4 separate regions of the Zea mays genome follow, and regions 1, 3 and 4 are each linked to region 2. Evidence: chromatin contacts called from public Hi-C data. All regions are on one chromosome and are shown on one strand. The core of a region is the stretch at or near the end of the contact, and the rest is flanking DNA. Distances in the headings are between cores, read along the strand shown.

Region 1 (7,351 bases), core at 2,752-5,251, 910 kb after region 2:
ATGGGCACCATCGGGGCATGGAGTATTTTGGATCAGCTGTTTTGTCAACAGTCGTTCCTTCTTTTTTGTTTGTGTTGGTCGATTCACCAAAAATCATCGTCCCTTCGTTATTTTGTTGTACGACGACATCTGCCGTTCCTATTTTAATGACGTCTCCTTTTTTTCGTACTGTTGGAGGTTGTAGCTGTATGCCCCCCTGCCGGATTAGTCAGCCTTTGGGGCCGAGTTGTTCGGCAATCTTGCTGGGTCTGTGCTCGTGGACCAGATTGAGGGGCTCTCAATCAGTCTTGTACTGGAGGTGTCAACCTATTGAATACAGATGTTTGGGTGCCCCCCAAGCGGGGTACTATGGCATCCCAAATGGGTATGGTGGCATGCCCCACATTTGATTTGGGACATATTGTGGAGGTATGTATGTGTATGGATATGGCATAGGTGGATATGGTGGTGGAGGTGTCCATGCAGGTACGTTAGGTATTAACTGAACATTATGACCTCCCGTCCTTTCCGATTGGTGTGGTGGTCCAATCGACCTAACCTGCCATCGCACCTGGGTGGGTAAGAGAGGTCGCTTTGGTGGCCGGTCGCTGGGGCCAGCCTTCTTTTTCACATATTTAGACAATAATTGATCAAAGGTCGGGCTGGGTTTTACCAACCGACCAGTTGTCTTGAACGTGTTAGTTTTCCACGTACCTATTTCTGGTCGTCGTGGTTTGAAGGTACGTGGTCGCCTTGGTTCTTTGGCGTTGCTGGACCGTCCGCTGGAATGCTCCGGCCCGTCTAGCGATGTCACGGACCATCCGCGCCTGGGCACCGGACCGTCCGTGATGCGTAGTATGGGTTCTTGCGCATGTCCCCTTGTCTGCACTTGCCCTCCAGTGCCGGAGTTTGTGATGGTCACCTTTAGTGTCTCCCCTCCATCAGGAGTTTTTTCGGCCACCACTTTCCTGCAAGCAATTTTGTTGTTTCCATTGGCCTCCCGTGCGTTGCCGATGATGACTTCTTTGTCTTTGCCCTTATCGGCTGTGCTGGGCCGAATTAGGACCTTTTTGCCATTGAAGTCGATCATATTCATTGGAAAGGGCTCCGTGTCCTCCTGAAATTTCAATCGTCCCTCATTAATGGCCGATTGGATTTGTCGTCGAAACACATTACAATCATTAGTGGCATGGGAAAATGAGTTGTGCCACTTGCAATATGCGCGACGCTTTAGTTCGTCGGCAGGTGGAACGATATAATCAATCTTAATGTTACCATTTTTTAGTAATTCATCGAATATCTTATCACATTGGCCAACATTAAATGTAAACTTAATCTCCTCCTGTCGTTTCTTTTGAACTGGCTGCAAGGAGGAGCAAGCCGAAGATTTGGCCTGCTCAGGCCAAACTATTTTGGCAGTGTAAATTTCCTTTGGTTCACCGTCCGAACTACTTTGACTGTGTTCTACTATATGGACATTATGATGAACCGTTTTGACTAGTTCTTTGCTTCGGCTTTCACAAGCCGAAGCTCTCTGATGTAATTGTGCTAGCGTAAAGAACTGGATGCCTTCTAATTTCTCTTTTAAATAATAGCGCAATCCATCAAAGGCTATTCCCGCCAGTTGTTTATCTGTTAAATGAATTTGAAAGCATTGGTTTCTCGTATCCCGTAATCTCTGGATGTAATCACTAACCGATTCATCCTTTTCTTGTCGTAGGGCTACTAAGTCTACTAAATCTAGCTCATAATCGCCAGAGAAGAAATGTTCATGAAATTTTTGTTATAGATCTCCCCACGACAAAATGAAGTTAGGAGGGAGCGTGGCATACCATGTGAATGCAGTTCCTGTTAAAGATAATGAAAATAAACGGACTCAGAATGCTTCAGTGTCGGCTAATTCTCCTAACTGTGCTAAGAACTGGTCTATGTGCTCACGCATGCTCTTTTCTTGGTCACCCGAAAACTTTGCGAATTCAGGTATTCTGGTCCCTTGTGGGTATGGGAGCCGGTCAAACTGGCTATCATAAGGTCTCCGATATGACTGCCCCCCGGGGACTATACTAACTCCGAGCTTATCTCGGAACGCCCCAGCTATTTCCTCCCTTACTATATCGATGGCAGCCGGTGGGAGACCACCGGCTCTTTGATCCAATATGGGTGAGTTTGTTTGAATGTTGGTATGTTGTTTTCCTCCCCATTGGTTTGGGTTTTGCGGCGCGTTAATGCATGCCCTATGAGGTTCATAGGACTAGCCATTCCTTTCTGGCCCTCTAGGGGCCGGAAAGTACTCACTCTCACGGGTTTGATAGATTATATTATGGTGATGGTGTGTCATATGGTGAGATGAGGAGTCTAGCTGGGACGGATACGGAGTTGGATATCCATCCTCCTTAAAAAAAATTTGTGCCGGACCGTCCGGTTAAATACGCGGACTGTCTGGCCCCGTGTGCGGACTGTCCGGCCATGTGACCGGACCGTCCGACATTATATTCGGTCTGTCTGGCGCCATATGCAGACGGTCCGAATGGGCTATCTAGGGATTGCACGGCATGTGGCGGCTTGGGTGCAGGTCTCGGTAATTCGCTTCTAAAAATGGGATCGGTCGCCGCTGGCCCGGACGGTCCGCGCCCACGTGCGGACGGTCCGGACATGCGCAGATCGACAAATTTATCGTCGATGTGCGTGGGAGGCTGTCGTTGCCTAGGGTACATGTCCATCGGCATCCCATAAAGGGGTTGTGACTGGTCGTGACAACCTGTAGCCGATGAATTATGTGTGTACTCCATCAATTCAACCTCGTGCGAAGGAAGATTTGCCATAGTAGACTTATCAAGCACACGCACTAGCCTTTCATGATCATTTTGTATATCATCTACGATACGTTGCAACTGTTCTCGCTGTTCGTCTATGTAAGCTTTAAGAGATTGGAGTTCGTTGGTGCTACTTACATTGGGGGTAATTGTAGTAGGTCGGAGCGAAGCCAGATCTGTCGCCCGTTGCCGAACGATTTTGTTGTTCCTGTCCACTTTGAAGTCGGCCAGGAACTTCGCCTTTGCTTCTTGGATCAGCTGCTCCTGGCGCTCCTCGAACAGGAGCTATTCTTCAGCCGGCAAGGTTTCCCATGTCGGTGTGATGATATTGCTGGTGGAAACTTCAGAGCTATCCTTTGAACCGGCCATTGAGGGCCGATTTGATGTGTCTATATTCGCTGTCCCCAGCGGAGTCGCCAAAAAGTATGTTGACGCCTTTTTGGAGCGCCAAACACTCAACAAGAACCGTGGCGGTGCCTTCTGCACAGGGGCGGACGGTCCGCGCGCAGGGGCCGGACGGTCCGCGGCCTAGTGCGAGGCGCGGCGGTGCTCTCTGCACAGGGGTGGACGGTCTGGGGCCGGACGGTCCGCGCGTACGCAGGGGCGGCGGAAGATCGCCGGCGGCGCCTGGATCTCGCTCCCGGGAAGGACCCCGTCGGGGAGGAGAGATCCTAGGAGTTGTCTAGGCTCGGGCCGGCCGACCTAGACTCCTCTAATCGACGTAGAGTCGAAGAGAGGCGGAGAATTTGGAGATCGAGAGGCTAAACTAGAACTAGACTAGAACTACTCCTAATTGTACCGAAAATAAATGCGAAATAGAAGTTGTATTGATTCGATTGCTGATTACAAATCGGCCGTATACCTCTCTATTTATAGAGGAGGAGGGCTGGACCCTTTACAAACAAACTTCACCAGCTAATTCCGAGAATCTAGCCAACAAACACAGCAAAAAACTCGGAACCCTAATCTATTCTGCGCACGCGCGGATCGTCCGGCCTCAGGGCCGGACCGTCCGCCCTCTCTTTTTGGTGTCGAACACTAATCTAATTGGTTTGAAAACGGGTAGAATGGGCTACCCAAACCTAAACCCAAAAAATTCGGGTACCCAAATTAACGGGTATACAATATAGTCACACTGCCTTCGAGTATCATTTCTAGAAACCCGAAATTTAGAAAGCCCAAAAAAACCCGATCCGAATTTTCGGGCTAACCCAAATGGCCACACTGAGCTCCATCCCGTAGCCGTGGTGAGGACCTCCGCCGTCGTCAGCTTAGGTGAATCCGCTGCCCCTTTTCTCCTCCCTTCACCAGATCCGTTTCTGCTCCTCCCTTCAACGCTGCACCCAGCTTGCCCATCAATGAAGCGATAATCAATCATCAATGATTGTGCTACTCGCTTGCTCCGGTGCTCCCCTCCCCTCCCCCTCCCTAACCTGCCTGCCCCGGTAAGCAACCCAACCAACGGCGCTAATATCGGCTGGCTTTGGCGGTCTGTCTTACGTCCTTCTCTCTCTCCCAGTCTCCCGTTCTCAGGTCATTGGCTCATTGCTTGCTGCTAACACTAACACCAACCCCCCAAGCAGTTCAAAGTACTTGCCTTGCCTTGTCTTGTCTGCTCCAGTAATCTCTCTCTCGCCTCCCCAACCACTCCTTTAAACCCGAGCTATCAGCGCTAGGCGCCGCGGCGGAGGCGACTGCGTTCGCGCCGCCGGCATGCTCCAGCGCGGCAGAGCTGTCTCGCTTGCTGTACTGAGTTCAAGAAAGGAAGAAGGGCGAAGCTGATCTTCCGAAAGCCAAGGTTTGCACGAATGCTCTGCTTTTCCTCCCTTCTCCTTTCCTTTCCTTTCCTTTCCCCTGGTGAGATCGATGGGGACCGAGGCTACTCCTTCCTCCTCGCAGCCCCAGAGCGGGGGCGGATGCTTTTGGATCCGTCGATATTTCCGCGCAAATCTCTTCTTCCCTGCCAAATGCTCCATGTTTCGAGGGGTGCGGCGTTACCTCCGGCGACCGCCCCGTTGCGCTCTCTGGATCCTTGGAACAAAAATTCGAGACTTCGTGGTTGCCATTAGCAGGGTGAGAAAATTTCTAAATGACTGGGGTCTGCTGCTATGTCCGGTGGATCTGAATGCGCTGCGTACATTTTATTTTCGTGAAATCTTATAGCGTTTTGGACAAGGGATTGTTGGCAGGTGTACTGTTGGGGAGCTGTTCGATGCAAACAAGGTGCGGGCTTCTCCCAGCAATTGTCAGCTGTCAAAGTGGATAGTTTATTTGGGGCGAGTGTTCTCTTTTTAGGATCCGTAGAATTTGGTTTGTCAAAGCCACCCTTGTCCGATGTGCATCCCTGATCAATATTGAGGGCAAAGCCCCAAAAGTCGTGGCCAAAATTTTCTTGTACCAAAAGCTGTCTCCACATTAAAAACATCTGCATTTTGGGATGCTGCAGTCGTAGCATTCAATCCTGTAGTGGTGCATTGGTTCTGGGCCCTGCGTGAGATGTAAATTGGAAGCCTGCCTTGGCTTTTTTGAGGGTTTGGTGGATCTGAGTTGATTAAATAGAGCTTTTGTTGTTAGCTGGAAATGCTTTTGGTTGGTCATATGTACAATGCTGATGGGTGGGCCCTTAGACGGTATATCTTTAGTTGAAAGACGAGAGCATTTTCGAGCTAACATTGAGTTTCCAATATTTTGCTGATGATTCAGTGGATCCTTTGGTTCGACGCTTATGCTTTAATGGGTTATTATTAGCCAGGCATGACATTTTTTAAAGCACAACTTTTTTATGATTCTTCACTGAAACATCTGAGCTTCTGGACAGAATTGGATTCTTTTTTCTTCTTTTTGACAGTGGGAGCTTTGCTGGTAATAACGGTACTCTTGGTTTGTCAATTTCTTCTGGTTGGATCTGAGCCAGCCAAGTCACTGATGCTTAGTTTTTTTGGGTCTATGCACATCAACTTCCCAGTGTAAGAATGCTAGCTTGTGTACGAGGACAGAGGGTGTTGTTTGTCTTAGAATCATCTAGATCCTTTTTCTTGGGGTGTGGTAAGTCAGTTCTGCTAGTAGTGAGTCTGCTGATATCAGACCTTATTTCATTGTCTTCTGAAGGTCGACCACATGTCTTTTCCTGTTGATATATGTGGTTAACTATGGAAGATTGTACTTTGCAATACAACACAATAATATCGCTAACACTCTAGGCTTTGTGGCGTATCCAGGATCCACTAGTCCTTAAGCGAGCCTATGTAGGAGCTACACAGGCACTCATGGAAATCTTTTCTGATGGCTTTCATGTGTACCCTCGAACCTCTTATATGATTATATTACACCATGAGAGCTGCTTGTAATACTGAATTTTATTGGGCAGGAAACTTTCTAGGTGCTTGAAACCTAAGCCTAGTTTTGTTCAGTTAGGTGTAATAGTGCATTCGGCTTAATCCAATATTGCAAATATTATAAGATAAGATGTTCAATATAGCACCAATTTTATTCTTAGATTACCCTTTTGGATAAAGTTCGCAATAAACACGTTACTGACTATTTTATCCTATCCAGTGACCATTGCCAGCTGCATATATCCTTCACACGTTATTGACAAGGGGGAAAATCATACATCTAGTGAGGACATGTAAAACCAAACATCCAAGTTTCAGATCTAAGGAGGGGGATGTAGATGCATTGGGCCTCACATGGAGGAGCTGGGCGATGGAAGTGGACTAGTGACTTTGGTTGATGGTGTCTGTCTCTGAACGATGCATGCTAACAGCCTCGTGTGTTGGTGTGTGCGTCCAGCTGTCTAAAAGGGTATGGGAAACAGTGAGGAGTGGCTAAGCGGAGTGGGTGAGAGGGGTGGTGGGCAGCAGCCAGCAGGGAAAACCTAATCACCCATGTCAAGAGCGAGAACCTAGAGGAGTTGGGCATAGCGGTATAGCAGAGAGAGGTTATTGGGGGCTTCTGAGTGAGTGGGGGGGGGGGAGTGGTGGAGCTAGGCTTTAATGGAAGCCTGGGCATCACAGGCTGCCGTGCAATCCTAATCCATCCTGCCATAATTTAAACTCTGCCTAAAATATGGTTAGCCATCGGTCAGCCCCCCTCCGATCTAGCACCATTTTCAAGGACCGTGTCCAAGCAAAGGACGCCCACCATAGCTGCATTGAGAGCTAGCCAATGAACGTGATAAAGCGTGACCTACAGCGTAAGCGTCAGCTCCTCAACATCAGTTTCGGCGGCCACAACATCATCCGCCACACGAAATCGAGGCCTGCAAGCTCCAACGCCACCGTGAAGCCGAACACCAGCTCCTCCAAAAGGAGTGAAAATGAGCACCAGCTCCTCCAAAAGCAGCACATGCCTACTGGTTCCTCTTCGAGCTCCATATGTGATGTCTCCGTACTGGTTTCTCCTCGAGCTCCAACTCCATGCGTCCGTCATGAAGCAGCAAACGGCGGAGCCCGGGCACGTGCCCAGGCTCGCCAGGCTGTGGCTCCGGCACTGGCTCCACTTAATTCCTACCAGGAGCTAATTGATATAGGCATATAGCGCAACTTGACATTGTTCTC
Region 2 (6,956 bases), core at 1,953-4,452:
CTTCTACTTTTGCATTCTCATGTTTTAGATCTATTAAATTGTTCCTTCAATTGTTCTATTGACATAGCACTTTCTGTGTTCTGGCCAACTCTTATAGATGAGGAGATAAAGATGCTGCGCACAAAGGTTGATTTAATTATAACTCTTGGTGGTGATGGAACTGTTCTGTGGGTATGCATCCATTTCCTTTTATATTTCATTTGTGATGAATCCTTGCAAATTGTTATCTGGACTGCGAAGCTGCTTTTTTTAATCCATTTTGATATAGTGACACCTTCAGTTATGTGGCTGTTGGTCTAGATTAGCAAGAAAGTAACTACACTCGTGCTACATTATCTGTAAAATGTTTTTTGATATATAAATTATGAAAAATTAATTACCTCTTGTGCTTCAATCATTCAGCAGTACTTGGACCCTGGCATCGTGTTAGTTTGCTTAGCTACTTCCTTTTGGTCCATGCCTTCAGTTCGCTATGGGAGAGTAATGTGCCAATTACAATTGATGCACTTAGCAAGTAATTAGTTTTCAGAAACTTGAGCTTGTGGGTGATGCAAGAAGGAAGCATTCATCCTATATACTTCTAACATTCAAAAGTAAATTATTACTCCTGTGATGAGTTTTCGAATATTTGGAGACTTAGGAGGAGGTTCACATGGACCTAGCAGTCTGATGATTAGCTTTGCCTCAGCCAGCTAAACTTTGTTCAGAACATTTGGATGATAAACTATTTCACAGAAACCCTCATTTTTTGTCAATGCATATAGTTTAGGTGGTAACATAACATCCAAAATGGAAGGTCTGTGGATTCCTCCAGGAATGATCATGACAGTTATGGTGCTGGCCAAGCCATATGTATGGTAGTCTTGTTGGCAGTTCTTATTCAGGTGACCTTTCAATAATAAAGTGAAGAGAACTAATGTAATTCACTGTGGGAACACCTTAGTAGCTTACCTGTTCCATAGTTTAGTATTTTGCATGTTGCCTGCCTGCCAACTGCTAGACATACTGAGTCTCTATGCTTATTCTGATGATATTCTCATTTGCTTATTTGAGATTGTACTTTCACTTAGTTTTCATTTACTCAACTGCTCTCCAATTGAAACTAGAAATCGAGTGATTGACTTGATCCCTCTTAACAGGCTGCATCATTGTTCAAAGGACCTGTTCCTCCGGTTGTTGCATTTGCCCTGGGATCACTGGGCTTCATGACGCCTTTCCGTATCCTTTACCGCCAGTGCTAACATGGTCTATGCAGTAATACCCTAGAACAGCTGGATTTTATTGGATCTCAGGAAACCTATTTCTGTTGGAGAAGAAATTGCATGTGAATCTTTCTTGTATCCTATTGACACCCCTATTCTTATCTGCTACGTTCTCCTTAACACGCCTTTTTTCAGCAAGCGAGCAATACCGTGAGTTGTTGGACAATGTGCTGAATGGGCCATTTAGCATCACGCTGAGAAACCGCATACAGTGTCATGTAATACGTGACGAGGCAAAGGATGAAATCGTGTCTGAGGAGCCATTCTTAGTGTTGAACGAAGTTACAATCGACCGAGGAATATCATCCTACCTTACCAACCTGGAAGTCTACTGTGACAGCTCTTTTGTTACTTGCGTACAAGGGGATGGACTAATCATATCAACTACATCTGGAAGTACAGCATATTCATTAGCAGCTGGAGGGTCCATGGTTCATCCTCAGGTACGGCCCCAATCGATTTACAAGCGGCTCAGCAAGCAGCATTACCTGTCCATCCTGCAGTTTGGTTTCTAATGTCTAGCCGGCGTTTGCAGGTCCCAGGGATCCTTTTCACCCCAATCTGCCCGCACTCTCTGTCATTCAGACCTTTGATTCTGCCTGAATACGTGACCCTCCGCGTTCAAGTGCCGTTCAACAGCAGGGGCAATGCCTGGGCATCCTTCGACGGCAAAGACCGACAGCAGCTGTCGCCCGGTGACGCCCTGATCTGCAGCATTTCTCCCTGGCCCGTGCCCACAGCCTGCCTGGTGGACTCGACGACCGATTTCCTCCGCAGCATCCATGAGGGTCTCCACTGGAACTTGAGGAAATCCCAGTCATTTGACGGCCCGCGTGATTGATGCAACAGCTGTTCAGTTATATTTCAGCCCGGTGCCAGAATTCAAGCTGGGAATTCTCAACAGGAATAACTGTAGCTACTCCAGGGTGCTCTCACCTTTACCGTTCCATACTTGCCTATATACAAAGGTTGCGTGCGTTAGATGTGAGGTATAGATAGATGTATAGAATATGGATGGATGATAACGACTGGACATGTTGAATAATACAACGCCAACGTATGCACGTATACATGTGATGTGCCCCCGTGATCTGAAAGAAATAATCCGCGAGCCATACACGACGAGATGGCAGCTTCTGTAGCTGTTCTGGTACAGCTTTGCAGTCATGCGGATCTGGGCACTTTAGGCGGATACCCTTTTCAGCTTCCATACTGGTGGTAACTCACTGAACTGACGAATGGAGTCATGGACTGGGGCAGCCTCTGCTGCTCGTCCTCCCGTCCTGTGACGGCCAGATGGATGGGTTCCTGCCTACTGCCTGCTGCCCGCTTGGGCATGGGGGCGATCGGCCACGCGTTTTGAATCCGTGATCAGGATTAACAAAAAAAAGCTGAGTACCTTTCGACGTGATTCTGGCGGCTGCCTTTTGTTCTGCTGCGTGAATTGAAGGCCGAGTATGGAAACGGCCGGCGCATATGATTCTTTAACACACTATCATTCCCTTTCCACAGCTGCAGAATAGTACTCCAGTAGACAGCTTGTGCGCGCGCGCGTCGTCGTCGTCTCAATCGCCGTGCGGTGTCGTGTTCCGGCGAGCTAGATTCCTCCGGCGACCCCACCGCCCAGCGGCAGAGAACCGGGGCATGGCCATGGGCGGCCATGGCCATGGCAAACCCGAGGACCTGGCCGGGACCGGAGAACGTGAAGTCCTTTGTTGCTTTCCTTGTGTCCAAACCTACCCCCCGCCCCCCTCCCTTCGCGAGTCACGGGCAATCCAATGCAGCGACGCGCCCGCGGCCCGGCTGCCCTTCCCCGCGGCTCCGATGGACTACACTCCCAAAACACAGCTCGGCACCGGTACCACTTCTCCTCCCCCGTGCCACTAGATCTCATCCACTTCCATTCACCGTCATCGCCAGTTCGCCACCATATCTATCCCATCCCGGAAACATTCTGCACCCGCAGCTGCAGCCTTCAGAAATGGCCGCCACTACTGCCGCCAACTCTCCTGCTCTCCTCCTCTTCCTCCTGCTGCTGCTCATTGGGGGCGCGCCACCAGCGACGAAGGCCGACATGCCGATGGCGGTGAACGAGGAGGTGCTGGGGCTGGTAGTGTTCAAGTCGGCGCTGTCCGACCCGACAGGTGCGCTGGCGACGTGGACGGAGTCGGACGCGACGCCGTGCGGGTGGGCGCGCGTGGAGTGCGACCCGGCCACCTCCCGCGTGCTCCGCCTCGCCCTCGACGGGCTGGCGCTGTCCGGCCGCATGCCACGGGGCCTCGACCGCCTGGGCGCGCTCCAGGACCTCTCCCTCGCCCGCAACAACCTCTCCGGCCCGCTCCCGCCGGGCCTCTCCCTCCTCGGCTCCCTCCGCTCCCTCGACCTCTCCTACAACGCCTTCTCCGGCCCGCTCCCCGACGACGTCGCGCGCCTCGCCTCCCTCCGCTACCTCGACCTCACGGGCAACGCCTTCTCGGGACCGCTCCCGCCCGCCTTCCCGCGCACGCTCCGCTTCCTCGTGCTGTCCGGCAACCAGTTCTCCGGGCCCGTGCCGGAGGGGCTGGCGTCCGGGAGCCCGCTCCTGCTCCACCTCAACGTGTCCGGCAACCAGCTCTCCGGCTCGCCGGACTTCGCGGGCGCGCTCTGGCCGCTCGAGCGCCTGCGCACGCTCGACCTGTCCCACAACCTCTTCTCCGGCCCCGTCACTGACGGCATTGCCAGGCTCCATAACCTCAAGACCCTCAGCCTCAGTGGCAACCGCTTCTTCGGCGCTGTCCCGGCGGACATCGGCCGGTGCCCGCACCTCAGCACCATCGACCTCAGCTCCAACGCGTTCGACGGCCACCTCCCCGACTCCATCGGCCAGCTCGCCTCGCTGGTCTACCTCTCCGCGTCCGGAAACCGTCTCTCCGGCGACGTCCCCGCGTGGCTCGGCAAGCTGGCCGCGGTGCAGCACCTGGACTTATCCGACAACGCTCTCACCGGAAGCTTGCCGGACTCGCTCGGCGACCTCAAGGCGCTCAAGTACCTGAGCCTGTCCAGGAACCAGCTCTCCGGCGCCGTCCCGGCCTCGATGTCCGGGTGCACCAAGCTCGCCGAGCTGCATCTTAGGGACAACAACCTCAGCGGCAGCATCCCGGACGCTCTGTTCGACGTCGGGCTCGAGACGCTCGACGTGTCGTCGAACGCGCTCTCGGGCGTCCTGCCCTCGGGCTCCACCAGGCTGGCGGAGACGCTGCAGTCGCTCGACCTCTCCGGCAACCAGCTCACCGGCGGCATCCCCACCGAGATGTCGCTCTTCTTCAAGCTCCGGTACCTCAACCTGTCCCGCAACGACCTCCGCGCGCCGCTGCCGCCGGAGCTCGGCCTGCTCCGCAACCTGACGGTGCTCGACCTGCGTAGCACGGGACTGTACGGCGCCATGCCTGCCGACCTCTGCGAGTCCGGTAGCCTCGCCGTGCTCCAGCTCGACGGCAACTCTCTCTCTGGCCCCATCCCCGACAGCATCGGAAACTGTTCTTCTCTGTACCTCCTGTGAGTGTTATACTTGTGTTGCGTTGGTGCCGTTGCATGTGTGCTGCGTGTTGGTCTGTCACGATCACGAGTTCACGAGTCACGACACGACACGTCGCGTCCGTCTAACCATGGTGGTTTTATGCATGCGCTGCAGGAGCTTAGGGCACAACGGCTTGACGGGGCCGATCCCGGCGGGCATCTCGGAGCTGAAGAAGCTGGAGATCCTGCGGCTGGAGTACAACAACCTGAGCGGCGAGATTCCCCAGCAGCTGGGCGGGCTGGAGAACCTCCTGGCCGTGAACATCTCGCACAACCGCCTCGTCGGGCGGCTGCCGGCGTCGGGCGTGTTCCAGAGCCTGGACGCGAGCGCGCTGGAGGGCAACCTGGGCATCTGCAGCCCGCTGGTGGCGGAACGGTGCATGATGAACGTGCCGAAGCCGCTGGTGCTGGACCCCAACGAGTACACGCACGGCGGCGGGGGCGACAACAACAACATGGGGACGAACGGCGGTGGCGTGGGCGCGCCGAGGAAGCGGCGGTTCCTGAGCGTGTCCGCCATGGTGGCCATCTGCGCGGCGGTCGCGATCGTCCTCGGCGTCATCGTGATCACGCTGCTCAACGTGTCGGCCCGGCGCCGGGCCGAGGCGGCGGGTGGTGTCGGCCCTGGGCACGGGCAGAAGAAGGAGGTGGACGAGAGCGTGGTGACCAGCAGCAGCTCGACGACCAAGTCGTCGCCGGCGCCGGCACCGGGGGGCAAGGGCAAGGGCAAGCTCGCCGCCGGCAAGATGGTGACGTTCGGCCCCGGGAGCAGCCTCCGGTCGGAGGACCTGGTGGCCGGCGCGGACGCGCTGCTGGGCAAGGCGACGGAGATCGGGCGCGGCGCGTTCGGCACGGTGTACCGCGCTCCCGTGGGCGACGGGCGCGTGGTGGCTGTGAAGAAGCTGGCGGCGGCGAGCATGGTGCGGTCGCGCGAGGAGTTCGAGCGGGAGGTGCGCGTGCTGGGGAAGGCGCGGCACCCGAACCTGCTGCCGCTGAAGGGCTACTACTGGACGCCGCAGCTGCAGCTGCTGATCACGGACTACGCGGCGCGCGGCAGCCTGGAGGCGCGGCTGCACGGCGGCGGCGGCGGAGAGGCGATGACGTGGGAGGAGCGGTTCCGCGTGTTGTCCGGGACGGCCCGGGCGCTGGCGCACCTGCACCATGCGTTCCGGCCGCCGCTGGTGCACTACAACGTGAAGCCGAGCAACATCTTCCTTGCGGACGCGGAGTGCAACCCGGCGGTGGGCGAGTTCGGGCTGGCGCGGCTGCTGGCGGACGGCGGCGGGAGGCAGCAGGTGGCGATGGGCGGCGGGCGGTTCCAGCAGGGCGGGGCCGGGTACGTGGCGCCGGAGCTGGCGTGCCAGAGCCTGCGCGTGAACGAGAAGTGCGACATCTACGGGCTGGGCGTGCTGATCCTGGAGCTGGTGACGGGGCGTCGGGCGGTGGAGTACGGGGACGACGACGTGGTGGTGCTGGTGGACCAGGTGCGCGCCCTGCTGGAGCACGGCAACGCGCTGGAGTGCGTGGACCCGGGCATGGGCGGGCGCGTCCCGGAGGAGGAGGTGCTGCCGGTGCTGAAGCTGGGCATGGTGTGCACGTCGCAGATCCCGTCGAACCGGCCGTCCATGGCGGAGGTGGTCCAGATCCTGCAGGTCATCAAGGCGCCCGTGGGCAGAATGGAAGGCTCCTTCTGATCTGTAGTATGTATCCTGACTGACCGTCAGTGGCGACCGACCAACCAACCAACGTCGTCCGGCCCGGGCCTTTGGGCGTTGGCATCTCATCCCTGTCAGGCTGTCTTGCTGCTGCCTGGTGGTGGTTCGGTCGGTCGGCGGCAGCCTGCAAGTACTATGTGCATTAATTCGTGCTAGTGTAGCATAGCAACTGTACTCACAGTAGGATGGATCTCTTTTTCCTTTTCCATGCACGCTCAACTTGCTCAAGCTCTACTGTAGTACTGTCCGTGCCAATTTCTGCATGGATGTCAGTCTGCTCAACTCAGACCACCGCCCACTACTGTACTGCGCACGGTGTGCCACTGCAAGAGAACTTGAGCAGCCATCGTTGCTGCTGTGGTTCTTCCTTGTTGTCTTGCTCAGCCGTCGTCTTGTTGGAATGCATGCTCACGGACCGAGTGCT
Region 3 (7,517 bases), core at 3,155-5,654, 570 kb before region 2:
GACGAAGCCTAGGTGTCGTCTCCCAGTCAGCTTGATGGCGCCAATGGATAACAATGATATTAGTTCATTCTATTCATTATCAGTTATTTTGTAAGACATTTCGTTATGTAATAAAGATTGTGACATTTGTCTCTACACACTGAGTCATTATATGTGTTGATTTTATTTGTCGCATATATGGGACGCACCCGGATTTGCCCTTTAAATCCGGGTGTGACACTCCTGGTTGACATGACAGTTTAGATGTGGTAGTCAACAACCAAATAAACAAAAGGGAAAAATAAACTATTGTTTAGAACACATAGAGTCACGAGAAAAAAACGTGAAAAATGAGTGAGCGAGCGTGTGTGGTAACCTTCATAGCCATTTATTTGTCTCATGTAAAGAGTAATGAACACCTCTACATATAAGTTGATTCTATTCTATATAGATGAGTAATATAGAACTAAATCCTCCATGCTATCTCTACGCACCACCTTAATTTACTCATTTGAATTGGACCACACACGCCAAAGTCCAACGGTATGTACGACCATGTAAAACTGCAAGTGGAACAAACAATCCACCGACTGAGATGTGACTTGTGAGGGGTTCGATGGCAACCTGGGCCTTCATATGCCATATGTTTGGTTACCCGCACCGTCTCGTCTTGAACCACCGTATGTGTTGACTCTGTCTGAGCTCCTGTTTAGTTACCTGCACAAGGGAGACGCAAGCTGCATGAGCAGATGCAAAACAAATTATTTTATAGTCATTTGATTGCATCCACTCGTACGCAGAAAACTGCCGTATCAGATCAGCTTGGGTCACCCGAGCCTGCGCGTCCGGATACAGGCATCCAATCATGCACATGCTGACCGAAATTGGCCTAGTCTCCTGAATGCCACCGCCACGGCCTGGCGTCTGGCGCCATTACGAATTTTCTCAGTTTTTTTAGTTTATTGTGTTTGTGTATGAAAAAGACAAAGATGAACCTGTCTTGTCCAATCGCCAAGCTCGACCCAGAAAAACAATGATGCGCTCATCGATCAGTTGCTTGCTTCTGAAACAAACCCATGCACGATGGTCCATGTCCAGTCGATGCAGACCTCCTCAGTTCTCCAATATTTGTCGTGGTTTAGTTCAAATATTCGAGAATAGAGGTAGTAGTACATTAGAATGGAGGCTCTAATCTGATGAATTTCTTTGCCATATCAAAGTCTGCGCAACTGCACAATCTTAGGGGAGTACTTGGCTTTCCCAGAATCTGCGCTGAGTTGAGGATACCAATCGGCAAGCAGAAAGTAATGACGAAGAAACCATGAGATGAATGTCACGTCGAATTCAACAAGCGTGAAGCCGAGAAGCTGGTCATCCAGGACGACGCGCTTGGCGCAGCTGCGCATTCCCAGAGCACGTCCACGTTGAGCTGCCCGCGATGGACGCGCAGCGATTGGTGGCACGCTTCCACGAGAGTGGCACGCCTGGAGTGGTGAACCATGCAAATATCTCCAATTTTGCACCATCAAGTAGTAGTGGAGTGGAGGAGATGGTGGCAGAGACCATGATCCTGCCACTGGGTGCATGGTCCTCGTTGCCACTCGAGCAGCTGCCAAACAGGCAAGGCACTCCCGTCCCGTGTCGGTCCTTTCTTTTATTTTGCAATCGCAGCGACAAAGTGTGCTTCCAGGAGCCCCCACGCTGACCGAGAGGGGTACCGTACAGCTCTTGAATCCAATCCTGCAGAGAGAAGAATCAACAAAGACGTCTAAGATATTGCTACTCCCGATCTGTGTTTCTACTGTATATACATCTTTTACTCAATGTTAAAAGGGTACAAGCTTATGCAATAAGCCAGAACAGTGCCTTCTGGATCTGGACCCAACTCCTTCCACATGGATACATGATGACAGTATATGAACTAAGAAGGTTTCATCCAGTCAGTCTTTCACAAAATGCATAGGAGAGTATAATTCCAGCAGCGAGCGCGCCAGATCCAAGAGTCAATGACAAACCACAATCATGTACAGCTTGTGGACAAGATGTCCTACCTGGAAACACTGTAGCCCTTATGAATTGCTGTTCATTTGGCTCCCCCTAGGAATTGCTGTTCTGTCATCCCATACTTGTTTCGTCCATACCATAGCGGAAACCGGTGCTACCTCCTCTTCCTGCTTTGGGGCGACAAGCTTCCATCTGTCCACACTCCACACCAACATAAGAGCTGCCTTGTGAAGTTGTTCATCAGATCGTCATCCATCCATGCTGCTGTATGCACCTGCACCTGCAGCACAGAGAATTTAACCAAAGCCAAAAGCAGAAGCAGAGGTGTCTGGGACGTATTAGTTTGTACAAAAAAGTTGATGCGCAGTGGAAGTTTTAATAACCAATGGAGAATAACTACAGGAAGTCTGGCTCGCAGCACTGGCCATCGAGATTAGATTTCATTCAACTGTATTTGTACAACCATAGGCTTTGGCTCGCTGCACCACTGAAACACCAAAATTCAAAAAAAAATTGCTAAGACGAGACAACTACTGGAATCGATTCTCATTTACTGGGAAACGCAAAAACGCTAGAACACAATCTTTATTATATATAGATGCGATCAAATCTTAAATATTCAGCGAGAACACTTCTTGGATTTATTACAAACTTCCAGGCCACCCAGCAACGCGTTACAAACTTCCAAGAGCAATAAACGCTTCTCAGGGAAGCACGTACTACAATGGTACCGAGTTGATTCAGTCCTCCTTCTGAAGCCTGAGCGTGAAGGCCTGAAGGGATAGGAGCACTTTCTTGAGCCGCTCTCTGATTTCAGCATCGACCAGATTTCCATCGCTGTCAAACTTGGGTGGCTGCTGGAAGGCTTGGACGCACAGTTCTGGCTTGTTGATGAAATGGAGATCCAGGAAAACCCCGACCTGACGGAGATGGTACTGCGACCTCCCTCCTCCAAAGCCGCCGCCTGCACTCACGATCGCAGCAGGTTTGTCTGCCCAACAGTTCTTTCCTCTAGAGGCCCAGTCAAGCGCGTTCTTCAGGGGGGCTGCAGTTGTGACACAGACCATGTAAAGGATGCAGAAATGGAGTGGAATTATGTACTCCATAACAGCATATACTGTCAAGAATGTTGACGTGCTCCTCTGTTGATAAGGTTTTGCAAGAAAGGAATAAAGGAAAGCATACACATCATGGGAGACATGCCTTTGTTAAAGCCCAAATACCCCCGTTTTTTTTATTTCTTCAGGTAGTGTAGGTCATTTCACCATCACTGAGTCAGTGTGCCGACAATGTAATCTTGAGTTCCTGTTTGGCAGAGAATTACACAAACCTAACATCCTAATGATGTGATGCAATAATGCACCATGACAACCCATTGTGCACCTAATTTGGCAGTAATGCACATGGTGAGCTCGGTGAGCTGGGCCTGTGAGGTCTAAGGATGGTAATGGATCACGATCTAAACATTTCTTCACAATTTGATCGAGCTCTTAATTAATTTTAGTTAAAAATTGAATATAAATAGAGCCCATCTCAATTTTATCCTATCCTTGAATTTTATAGTGTACAATCTAGAGTCCATTGCCACCTATGTCTAATTGTATTTTAACTGAAGGTTAAAAATCAAATATTGAATTGTGTTGCACAATTTGTCTTCATGGCATCAATGCTGTTAATTGCTGAATGAATGAATGTAAGCGAAACGTCGTCTTAAAGTTTGCAGGAGAAGCCAGAAATACCCCCCGACCCCGAGCATTTTATCCATGTTAATCCCCTTGCAGTAGGTGCGTGCGGGCAGGAGATCTGAAACGAACGAGGAGCAAGGCAGGGAGGAGGGAGGGGGTGGCGAAGGACATACTGGCGATGGAGTAGTTGTACTCGGGCGCGCCGAAGAGGAAGCAGTCGGCCTGGCAGACCTTGGCGCGGAAGGCCTCGACGGCGGGCGGGAAGACGGTGCCGCTGCCGCTGCCGGTCTCAAGGTCGGTGTTGATGATGGGCAGGTCGGAGATGTCGAGCTCGTCGATGCGGAGCCCCGGGATGGAGTCCTCGCACACCTCCGCGGCTGCCGGAGTAGTTAGTTGTGCGAGGCAGCGAAGCCGTGAGTAAGCAGTGATAGGCACGCCAAGAGGAAGGAGGAGGGAGGCGAAGAGCAGGGGGATGGGGGGAGGGGCAGCGTACCGGCGCGGAGGAGGCCGCGGTTGAAGGAGGCCTTGCGGAGGGAGCCGCAGATGGCAGCCACGCGCAGGACGGGCCTCGCCGACGCCGCCGCGACTTCCATGCTTGGACCTGGACTTGGGGCGGAGCTGCGAGTCCGACTAGTCGGGTTGGGAGAGGGTTGGTCGCCGTGCTGGTGCTGGTGCAGGTGCACGACGCGGCGGGGAAGCCAATAAATACGCCAGGCCCGTGCGTCAGCCACTCAGCTCGGTCAGCCCGAGTCGAGTGCGCCACCGGCGATTCCACGATTCTTTGTGCAAATCATTGGGCTTTTCCGCTTTTGTGTAATTGTGTTTTTTTTTGTCACGGGAGTCCGGCGCGGCCGGCCGGCGGCGGCTACTAGGAGCCAGTGTTGGGCAGTTGGCAGCCGGCGGCTCATGAGTTGAGTTCATGACTCATCGTCGGCGGATGAGACCTCAGTTCAGCTGGATGGATCGGTTTGCTGGCCAGTTTTTGGAGACCGCCGCGAGCACCAAGCGCGGGCCGACACGGGAATTGAGAGAGAAAGAGCTGCTGGGTGGCCCAAAGGCCCCCAACCTGCAGCCCGTGAGCCCGTCTTTCTATGGGCCAGTCAGCACTTGATCGTCCAACAAGGTAGCACATGATATTTTAAATTTTAAAAGACGAACTACGAACGAACAGTTTTTTGTTTTCTTGTGATAAATCATTCGAAAATATGCTCGTTATCTAAAATAAAAGGTATACTTAAAATACACCAAATAGCTCCAATCACATCTTTAGTTATACCCACTAGTGACTAAGGCGCGCCTAGCGCGCGTCAATTTGTATAGTTTTATAGAAAAGGAGCAAGGGTATAATGATTTATGTTCAATTTTGACAACAGTTTGAACGGCTGATATTTACACATGTATTGCTTGAAACAATGGAATACTTTTACTAAGCAGTTAGTATGATCCAAAGGATAAGTATACATGTGTGTGTTGTACTTTACAAATCAACAGCGTATAGTCTTTCAGTCCTAATTAAGTGGGTCGCCATCCAAATTAGATACAAGCTATACTACCCTATCTGTTTCTAGCGATTAGTACCACAATTGAAGGGTGATTTATATGTATATTTAGTTACAAAAGGGTCGATCAAACTGATAACAAGAGTTGACCAAAAATGTAAAGAAGAGTTGAATCTCAATTAGTCTGATGTGATTCATATGTCTTGGGGGTCCTTTTGGTCTGTGGGATCATTGATTTTTTTAGGGGTCCTTGTTTGAGCCTGCTAAATAAAATGTAGAATATTAATAATCTTCCTGATCGTTATGTAATGGAGTACAAACATACGGCCTGTAAATGCATGAGTACGAACAGTAGACATTGATGATGGATACAAGATAACTACGTAGAAGGTTACCTTTTTTGAGGAGACTGAAGAGGAGCATTGACTTTTTTTTACCTTTATCAGTTTTCTGTAGTTGTTAAATTGGAATGAGTGAGTTGTACATAAATGCATTTAAATGTTTATCGAACTCACATGATAGTGGAAAACAAAAACTTAGATGCATTTAAGCTATAGAGGGTGGAAACTGTAGTTTTTCGGATAGTGAAGGAAATTATAGGGTATGGGAAAACACGAAATAGTTGTAGATGCATTGAAGGAGCAGGAACTGTAGGGTATGGAAAAAAGGTCAAAGAAATTGTAGTGAGGTTGAATTAAATGAGCAGGAACTTATTTCAAAGTTTTAATCGGGAGGTTATTTAAGTGGCAATAGATCAAATGATATCTACTACTCAGGCCTTCATAATGAGTTGTTTGAAGATTGTTTTATTTGAGCAAACAGATAAGAGGAGTAATTATGCATGACATTGTTGTTGTAATTCGTAATGTTATCAAACAGAGCAGGTACATAAATCTTAATCTTTACAAAGTAGGTAGTTAGAAGTAAATATGACACAGTAAGAGGTACAATTGGTATGTGAAAAAAACAAACACTTTGCTTGTAGGCTCAAAAAAATCCTTAAATACTAAAGAAGAGCAAAGAGACCTGAACCTTAATGTAATATAGCAGATAAAATACAAAGCTAGGGGAAAAATAGCACTTTCAATCCGAACAAATAAAGCAGAAAAGAGAACAATGATTTGGTATTCTTATAATGACCAAATGGACTTATGCAGATCAGAATTCTATGAGATGCGTTATTGTGGAATATAAAGTTTGGCAATTTTGATTGAACTATGCTCTTATACATCATAAAAAGAAACAGAAAGAAAAGAGAAGAGTGCGCAAAAGTATAGTTCAATTAATTTTTTTTCTAATGGCTTTCATCAATTCACTAAAAGGGACGAAAAAAGAGGATTACAATGAACTTGTATACATGTAAATATATAGAACTCAAATAAAGTAAATATAGATCAGTAGTAGGAGCATTTGTAAAGTATTTATTTAGTTAAAATTTGAATGGTTAATTGATTTATAAAAGGGCAAATAACGATGTTAACATCGTTAGATAAAAAATGTGCTTCGTATGCATAAGAGATAGATCTTTTCTAATCTTAAATAATGGTATCAGTTGAATCAAGAATGATCTAAAGAAGAGAAATGGTTAGGGAACCTTGCTATGGGTTTACAAGTTAGCTATATCATTGCTGAAGAAATGGTATAGTTTCACTTGCCAAATAGATTGAGTTTTGGTTCCTTTTCACAAGACTGTAAGAAACATTGCAGCAATTCAATATAAAAACAAAATTAATTTTTTTGCAGAAAGAAGCATACCGGGGAATTCATATTGGTATCACTGTTATTGAACTGACTGTAAGATATACTTTAGCAATTCAATATAAAAACAAAATCAAGATTTGTGCTGAAACAAGGATAGTAGGAAATTTATATTAGTATTTGTGTTATCGATATGTGATCATATTAAAAACTGCTTTGCAATTCGAAATAACAGAGAAGATGGATTGTAAAAAGAAGCAAAATGAAGGAGCTCATATTATTATTATTGCTATTCAGCTTCAGGCACTATAAAAATTGTTTCACAAACCAGTTGATGGAGAAACTGAGAAACCGTAGTGTTAATTATAACAACACCGTGACCTAGGAGCACTCGCAGGGGATCCCCTTTAGCCTAGCTCGGTCATCAAACACCACTTCATATTTCAAGACTTCCATTTACATGAAAAGTTTTGAATTAAGAAGGGGATAATGCAAATAGAGTACCTTCAAAGTAACTGCTGGACGATCATAGATGCATATAAAGCTTTCTTCATGATGTTGCAGACATTCAAGATTGTGTCATAATGCACCTATAACAGCTATAGTTCCCTGCATACCTAGAAGTGAATAATAAATAAAAGATAGGGGTGAA
Region 4 (6,970 bases), core at 3,645-6,144, 810 kb before region 2:
CTCATTGATAACTCTGGACTATCTAACAGTATAGATGCTGATCTTTCATCCGCTAATGCAGTCAATTTGAAACCGAAGCCAAAACGAACTCGAAGCCCTTGTCTTGGTTTTCATGGTTATGTACTTGGTGGAAAAATAGAAAATCCAAAACTTTGGTCTAGTGAGCATGTAAGAGATATAATGCAAGGGAAATTCTATTACCAAACATTACTATTACAGTTCAACTGTATAAAAGCTGTCTTTTGACTATTCTCCTTCTTGTAACAGCCTAACTTATACACGCTTGTTGTTCTCCTTAAAGATGCCAATGGGAAGCTTATTGACTGTGAATCATGCCAAGTGGGCATTCGTAATGTGGTCATGGCACACAAGCAAATGCTCGTCAATGGATGTCCTGTTGTGCTAAGAGGTGTCAACAGACATGAGCACCATCCACGCCTTGGAAAGACAAATTTAGAAGCATGCATGATCAAGGTCAAGATCTTCCTGTCATATTGGAGAACATTTTAAGTTTTTAACATAATAATCTCTTTGGTCTGATTTAATCATATGCCCAGGTTCAGATTCTTACAATATATCTATTTGTGACAGGACCTGATTTTGATGAGGCAAAACAATATCAATGCTGTTAGAAATAGCCATTACCCACAGCACCCAAGGTGGTATGAGTTATGTGACATTTTTGGTCTTTATGTCATAGATGAAGCCAACATTGAGACACATGGTTTTGATGAATCTAACACTTTCAAACATCCTACACTTGAACCTATTTGGGCAAATGCAATGCTTGATCGTGTTGTTAGCATGGTGGAGAGAGATAAGAATCATGCATGCATTATTGTTTGGTCTCTAGGAAATGAATCTTCATATGGACCTAATCATGCTTCCATGTCTGGTAAAATATTCTTACCTGTCAGTTTAATTTCTGTACTTCTCATCTAATGGTAACATTCTTCTAGGTTGGATTCGTGAAAGGGATCCAACAAGACTCCTCCATTATGAGGGAGGTGGTTCCAGAACATCATCCACAGATATTGTGTGCCCCATGTATATGCGTGTCTGGGATGTTGTTAAGATAGCAAAAGATCCATCTGAAACAAGGCCTCTAATTCTTTGCGAGTATGCTAAGCATGACCTCACATATTAATAACCCTTTATCCGTATTCATATGATTTGATGAAAGAACTTTTTCCTTTTGCTTTCAAGATATTCACATGCTATGGGAAACAGTAATGGGAATATTGATGCGTATTGGATGGCCATAGACAACACTTTTGGACTCCAAGGAGGTTTTATATGGGACTGGGCTGATCAGGTATCACCTATTTACTTCCATCCGCTCTTGACCTTTGCGAGATTCTAGTTTCTATAAGCCTCTAGGACTTTATTATGTGTCTCACTGGTTGGGTCAAGGTATGACTTATGACCTGCTTCTTTGATGAGTGGATAAAGTAGAACATGATTATAACAAGCCAATTTTCTTTTCTTTAACTTCCATAATTGCCTAAAAACCTTGTCAAGCTAATCTAGTACTCCCTCCATCTCAAATCATAAGTCATTTCAACTTTCTTGGAGAGTCAAAACATCTCAAATTTAGCCAAAGTTATAGAGAGAATTGCAAAGAATAATGACATCAAATCGGTAATACTGTGAAAATATAATTAATGAAGAATCTAATTATACTTATTTGGTATCATAAATGTTATTATTTTATTGTATAAATTTGGTCAAATCTGAGATGCTTTGACTCTCCAAGAAAGTATATTTTGTGGAGTACATTGGTACAATTTACAAGTGAAATGCTATAACTTACAAGTGAAATGCTATAACTTACAAGTGAAATGCTATAAAATATATCATTGATGAATTTTATTTATTTTCTTATACTATAACCATCATTTGTTTCTCACCACGATACTTTCCCTTTGTTTCAAGGGTTTACTGAAGGAGGACTCAGATGGGTCTAAATTTTGGGCATATGGCGGCGACTTTGGAGATACTCCAAATGACTCCAATTTTTGCCTCAATGGCATTGTGTGGCCTGATCGGACGATTCACCCAGCTCTTCATGGTAACCCGGAAATACTAGGGGGAAATGTTTGTCTTGGTTATCAATGTGTTAAACTAATATCTTTGTCTCTAAAGTCATTGGATGCCAACTTGGTTGACCAAATTGATTCTGGTTGCAGAAGTAAAATACCTTCACCAGCCTATCAAAATATCATCAGCAGATAATATGCTTAAGGTAACCTCTGGTTGATGTTTGCTAGTCATCGAGTTATTTTCTTATGTGCTTTGTGCTTCTAATAGCTCCATTATGATCACTCAGATTGAAAATGGACACTTTTTTGAGACAACAGAAGCTTTGGACTTCAGTTGGGTTCTTCATGGAGATGGTTGTGTCTTGGGCTCTGGTCCATTGAATATTCCAACTTTGGCACCACAAACTAGTCAGCTCATCAACATGGAATCATCACCTTGGTTTGCCCTTTGGAGTGCCTGTGCAGCAAAAGAAGTATTTTTGTCTGTGAATGTGAAACAAAGGCATGAAACACGATGGGCTAAAGCTGGTCATCTCTTGGCTTCAGCACAACTGTGTTTGCCTCAGAAAAATGGCTTTGTCCCCAGCGTATGTTTTCTCAGCCTGATCTTGTTTACTACTATACTCCTGTTTGGCTGTTTCGTCCTCATCGTCTAACAGCTTAATACTATTTTACTCCTGTTTCGTCCTCATTGTCTCACAGCTTAGTGTTACTTTACTCCTGTTTCTTCCTCGTTGTCTTACAGCTTAATATCATCTTCAGGTGATAGCATTGTCCAGTAGCCCTTTGGTCTGTGAACGCATTGGTGATAATGTAACCATCTGCAAGAATAATGCCTGGAAAATTAAAGTAAACAGTCAGTTGGGAACAATCGACAGCTGGAAGGTATGTAGAATGTTCATGGGGAGTTAAGAAACATGGTGTCCATACTTGTATGTAGTCAATTAATAAAATTATTAATACATGCCAACAGCACTAACCTAGGAAAAGTGTAAATCAAGTGGACTGATAAATCTGTCATAGAATGCCCTGTACTCATAGGTATATCTCCATCGCGTCTTGGGTGCAAGCGCGATCAGCATTATGTTGGTTTAAAGGTCCCAATAGTAATTGGCTTTACATAGAGAAAGGAACCAAAGCCTTAAAAGTTAAAACTCATGGTTCTTTTGCAAACAACAGGTCAACGACGTTGAGCTTATGAGCAAGGGGATACTCCCATGCTTTTGGCGCGCACCAACTGACAACGACAAAGGAGGTTTCTTCACCAAGCCATATGACTCGCGATGGAGAGAAGCCTTCCTCGACAATGTCTCGTTCCACAGCAGCCAGTTCTCTGTCAAGGAGTTGCCGGACAACACCGTGGAGTTCTCCACCCTCTACTACGGTGTTCCCGGGCACCTACCCAAGCCTGACGACGAAGCCTCCGAGTCCATTCTCTTCCGGGTGAAGATGGTATGCCGGATCCACGGGTCAGGCGACGTGGTTCTCGACTACGAGGTAAACCCCAGGAGCGACCTCCCTCCCCTTCCCCGGGTGGGCGTCGTGTTCAGCGCCGGGAGGTCCCTGAGCCACGTCACGTGGTACGGGCGCGGGCCCTTCGAGTGCTACCCGGACCGCAAGGCGGCGGCGCACGTCGGCGTGTACGAGAGCAGCGTGGAGGAGCTGCACGTGCCGTACATTGCCCCCGTGGAGTGCGGCGGGCGGGCGGACGTCAGGTGGGTGGCACTCCGCGACGCCGGCGGGCTCGGCCTGTACGCGTCGGCGCACGGCGGCTCCCCGCCGATGCAGATGAGCGCGAGCTACTACGGCGCCGCGGAGCTGGACAGGGCAACGCACGTCCACAGGCTGGTGAAGGGGGACGACATCGAGGTGGGGAAGCTTTTTGTTTTTGCTTTTGAGCTCCTGGCTGGCATCGGCCGAGCTGCTGCGAAGTGGTCGGGGAGGAGTGATGGCTCTCGGCTTCGTGTTTGTTTCGCAGGTGCATCTTGACCACAGGCACATGGGGCTGGGCGGCGACGACAGCTGGTCGCCGTGCGTGCACGAGCAGTACCTGCTGCCGCCGACGCGGTACGCCTTCTCCCTGCGGCTCTGCCCCCTGCTGCCGTCGTCGTCGTGCCATGACATCTACAGGTCTCAGCTCCCCAGCTGATGGTGCCGTGTGCCGGAGACCCGTCGACGTCGAGCCTTGGGAAACAACAATGAACGCAATGGCCTGGCCAGTGAATGAAAGTATATAATATTGTAATAAAGCAGAGACGTATTAGCTCCTGCAACGGCCTCGCGATCGCCTGGATATGTCTATGCTGAGGGGGTGTTTAGTTAACTAATAACCTAACTACATATGGCGCCAAGTTACTAAAACTTAATAAATAACTATTACTAACTAATAAATAGTAACTGAATTCCTAACTTAATAAATACTTCCTCCGTTTATAAATATATGACACCGTTGATTTTTTAAAAACAACTTAGATCACTCGTCTTATTAAAAAAAATAATGAGTTACCATTTATTTTTTATGGTTTATTTGATCACTTAAGATAGTTTGTGCTTGATTTAAAATTTTACTTTTTTTAAAAAAATATTTTAAATAAGATGAGTGGTCAAAATTTTCGAAAAAAAGTTAACAGTGTCATATATTTGTGAACGGAGGTAGTAGTAAGTACCTAAGTAGCTAACCTACTACTAACTAGCTACCAACAAAATTAATAGCTATATAAACTAGTATATAGCTCGTGTTAACACTACGATCAGCGACATGAGGGGAGGGATTGACGGCGGCATCAGCGACACGAGGGGAGGGGTTGGTGGTGGCCGCACGAGTGAAGGGGGTGGGGAGGAGGTTATGGGATAGGGTCTCGGTGAGGGAGAGGAGGGATGATCCAAATAATATTGTCCATTAGATTTGAATAAGAGAGGGAGTATCCAACGATCTGAACCGTTGATTTTGATGGTTTGCTAAGTTTGCGTGTAATTTGTTTGGTGGATTTAGTGAAGTTTATGGGTGTAGGGGTGATTTGGTTGATGTGCCTTGCAAAGTCTAAACTGATGGATTATATAGCGTTATAAATAAACAACTACTGCTACTCTACTAGTTAATAACTACACTAGTATAATATTCATGTGTTCGACAAAATTTTCTTAATTCTAATTGTCCGGGCGTATTGTGGCGGACGACATATAAATATTCGATAAAATGTTAACTCATAACAATCATCGACTTCAGTATATCACATATTCTTTACTAGCAACCACCGATGGGAAAGGTAATGCTGGGGTGCGGCGGCGGCGTTTGGCGAGTCGGAGGCCAGCAATATAGCCTTGATGTTGCCTATGGCTTTGCAGAAGAATTTGGGTGAGGGAAGCGGTGATGGGAACTAGATCAGCTACTTCAGCAAAAGGAGGTACTAGTCCCCTGTCTCTACTATTTTGACCACTTTGTTTCTTAACACTAGCCTTTTATTTCTAATTTACATGTACTGACGTAGTTATGTATCCTCAATCTGCTAGCCCATTATTTTTTGTCTTGATTCACCTTGTAGAGTATAATTATACCTCCTTTTCATGTTTCAAAAGGCAGAGATGAAACAATTTGCCAAGAGTGATATTTTTGTTCTCAAGCAACATTATGAAAAGAAATTAGATGACTTGGAACAAGAAAATAAAGCTCTTCAGGTTTTTACTAGCTTACCTTGCGGACACTATGCTCTTTTTTCCCCTGAATTCTTGTTTGTAGAAAGAAATAGAGAATCTTCACCATGCATTAACCAATGTATGTTCTTCTATGGATGAGAATGCTCAAAAACTGAAAGAAAACTATCTTCAGAAGCTGAATGCACTTGAATCCCAGGTTTGTACATTCAGCTAAATGCTTGTTGCATTGCATTTCTCATCATATGCTAAGAACACACCATTTGCAGGTCCATGAGCTCAAGAAACAAAAAAGTGATGAGGCAGCAAAGCGTTTACAAGAAGATATTCAGCATATAAAATCTCAGAAGGTGTTTTTTCCTCAAAATGTTTCTTAATGCGATTTAAGTTTTTTTCCTGACATATATTCCTTTCATTCCATGTAGGATCAGCTTCAACAAAAGGCCAAGCAAGAGTCTGAAAAATTTATGTCTTGGAAGGCTGCCCCTGAAAAGGAAGTAATACAGGTACTTGTTCTTAACATGTTGATCATGTTTATGAACTTCTTTCTCAAAGATCTCGTTGTGATAGTGCTGTATATCCATTAATTAGCTCAAGAAGGAAGGGAGACGAAATGAATATGACATGCACAAGCTCTTGGCTTTAAATCAGAGGCAAAAAATGGTAAATTCTTCATTTTTCCTCTTTCAGCTTTAAGATAGCATGATTGTCGCCTACACCATTCTGCTTGAAATTGTAGGTCTTACAGAGGAAAACTGAAGAAGCAGCAGCTGCTACAAAAAGATTCATGGAGTTGCTGGAAGCAAAGAACTCATCACTTGAGACATATGGTAGGAAGTGATGTCCAATGGCTTCATATTTTTACCATTAGGTTTCATGTGTGCTCATTATTCCTAGCTGGTTATACTTTTACTAGTTTTGGTTTCTTGTTTTTACAGGCAGTGGAAATGCTTCGGGGATGCAGGTATCCTTCGAGAAATCTTTGTTAGGGAATGAATAAACTATTTCCCATCTGTGTTCTGTAACGTGTCTGAAACATTATTTTTATGTCACTAGGCCTTAATGCGAGCTGTTGATGATGAACTGGAAGTCACTATAAGAGCACATGAATTACGCTCGTATTACCAGCGACAAATGCAAGAGTAAGTCTTTGTTTTGCATTGATAATTTGTAGATCCTGACCTTCTAGAGTTTTCGTTATTTTGTGGTGCGCTATATGCATGTATGAGCATTATTTTTGGGCAATTTTTTTATGATGAGATAGATAGATTTGTAGT

The links. A called contact is a pair of places that touch in the nucleus more often than the background predicts.
Region 1: a Hi-C map of ear shows a contact between it and region 2, with 2.7 times the contacts expected there. The contact joins the promoter of LOC103650707 here to the promoter of LOC100216746 in region 2. A contact is called at or near these places in 2 of 25 Hi-C or Micro-C datasets (ear and leaf).
Region 3: a contact with region 2 is called in a Hi-C map of tassel, with 2.2 times the contacts expected there. The contact joins the promoter of LOC100282318 here to the promoter of LOC100216746 in region 2. A contact is called at or near these places in 2 of 25 Hi-C or Micro-C datasets (ear and tassel).
Region 4: a contact with region 2 is called in a Hi-C map of ear, with 1.7 times the contacts expected there. The contact joins the promoter of LOC103650724 here to the promoter of LOC100216746 in region 2. A contact is called at or near these places in 2 of 25 Hi-C or Micro-C datasets (ear and tassel).

What each region holds. Positions count from the first base shown.
Region 1 is chr3:148,566,216-148,573,566 of Zm-B73-REFERENCE-NAM-5.0, reverse strand. LOC103650707 (sporulation-specific protein 15) reads left to right here and starts at 4,001. Exons shown (of 11, transcript XM_008676274.3): 1 at 4,001-4,590.
Region 2 is chr3:149,478,249-149,485,204 of Zm-B73-REFERENCE-NAM-5.0, reverse strand. It overlaps LOC100216746 (putative inactive leucine-rich repeat receptor-like protein kinase), which reads left to right and starts at 3,202. Exons shown (of 2, transcript NM_001317367.1): 1 at 3,202-4,796; 2 at 4,933-6,896. The coding sequence starts at 3,244. The coding sequence ends at 6,511. It overlaps LOC100285591 (NAD kinase 1), which reads left to right. Exons shown (of 11, transcript NM_001158482.2): 8 at 98-171; 9 at 1,140-1,218; 10 at 1,398-1,705; 11 at 1,798-2,379. The coding sequence ends at 2,103.
Region 3 is chr3:150,044,610-150,052,126 of Zm-B73-REFERENCE-NAM-5.0, reverse strand. It overlaps LOC100282318, which reads right to left and starts at 4,404. Exons shown (of 3, transcript NM_001155230.2): 1 at 4,162-4,404; 2 at 3,842-4,045; 3 at 2,484-3,028. The coding sequence starts at 4,261. The coding sequence ends at 2,724.
Region 4 is chr3:150,290,285-150,297,254 of Zm-B73-REFERENCE-NAM-5.0, reverse strand. It overlaps LOC103650724 (kinesin-like protein KIN-4C), which reads left to right and starts at 4,894. Exons shown (of 13, transcript XR_564338.3): 1 at 4,894-5,717; 2 at 5,963-6,043; 3 at 6,119-6,199; 4 at 6,285-6,356; 5 at 6,433-6,523; 6 at 6,632-6,657; 7 at 6,750-6,835. It overlaps LOC100217216, which reads left to right. Exons shown (of 18, transcript NM_001359705.1): 8 at 1-168; 9 at 268-474; 10 at 592-895; 11 at 960-1,119; 12 at 1,207-1,315; 13 at 1,936-2,071; 14 at 2,190-2,245; 15 at 2,330-2,629; 16 at 2,805-2,927; 17 at 3,222-3,911; 18 at 4,021-4,489. The coding sequence ends at 4,191.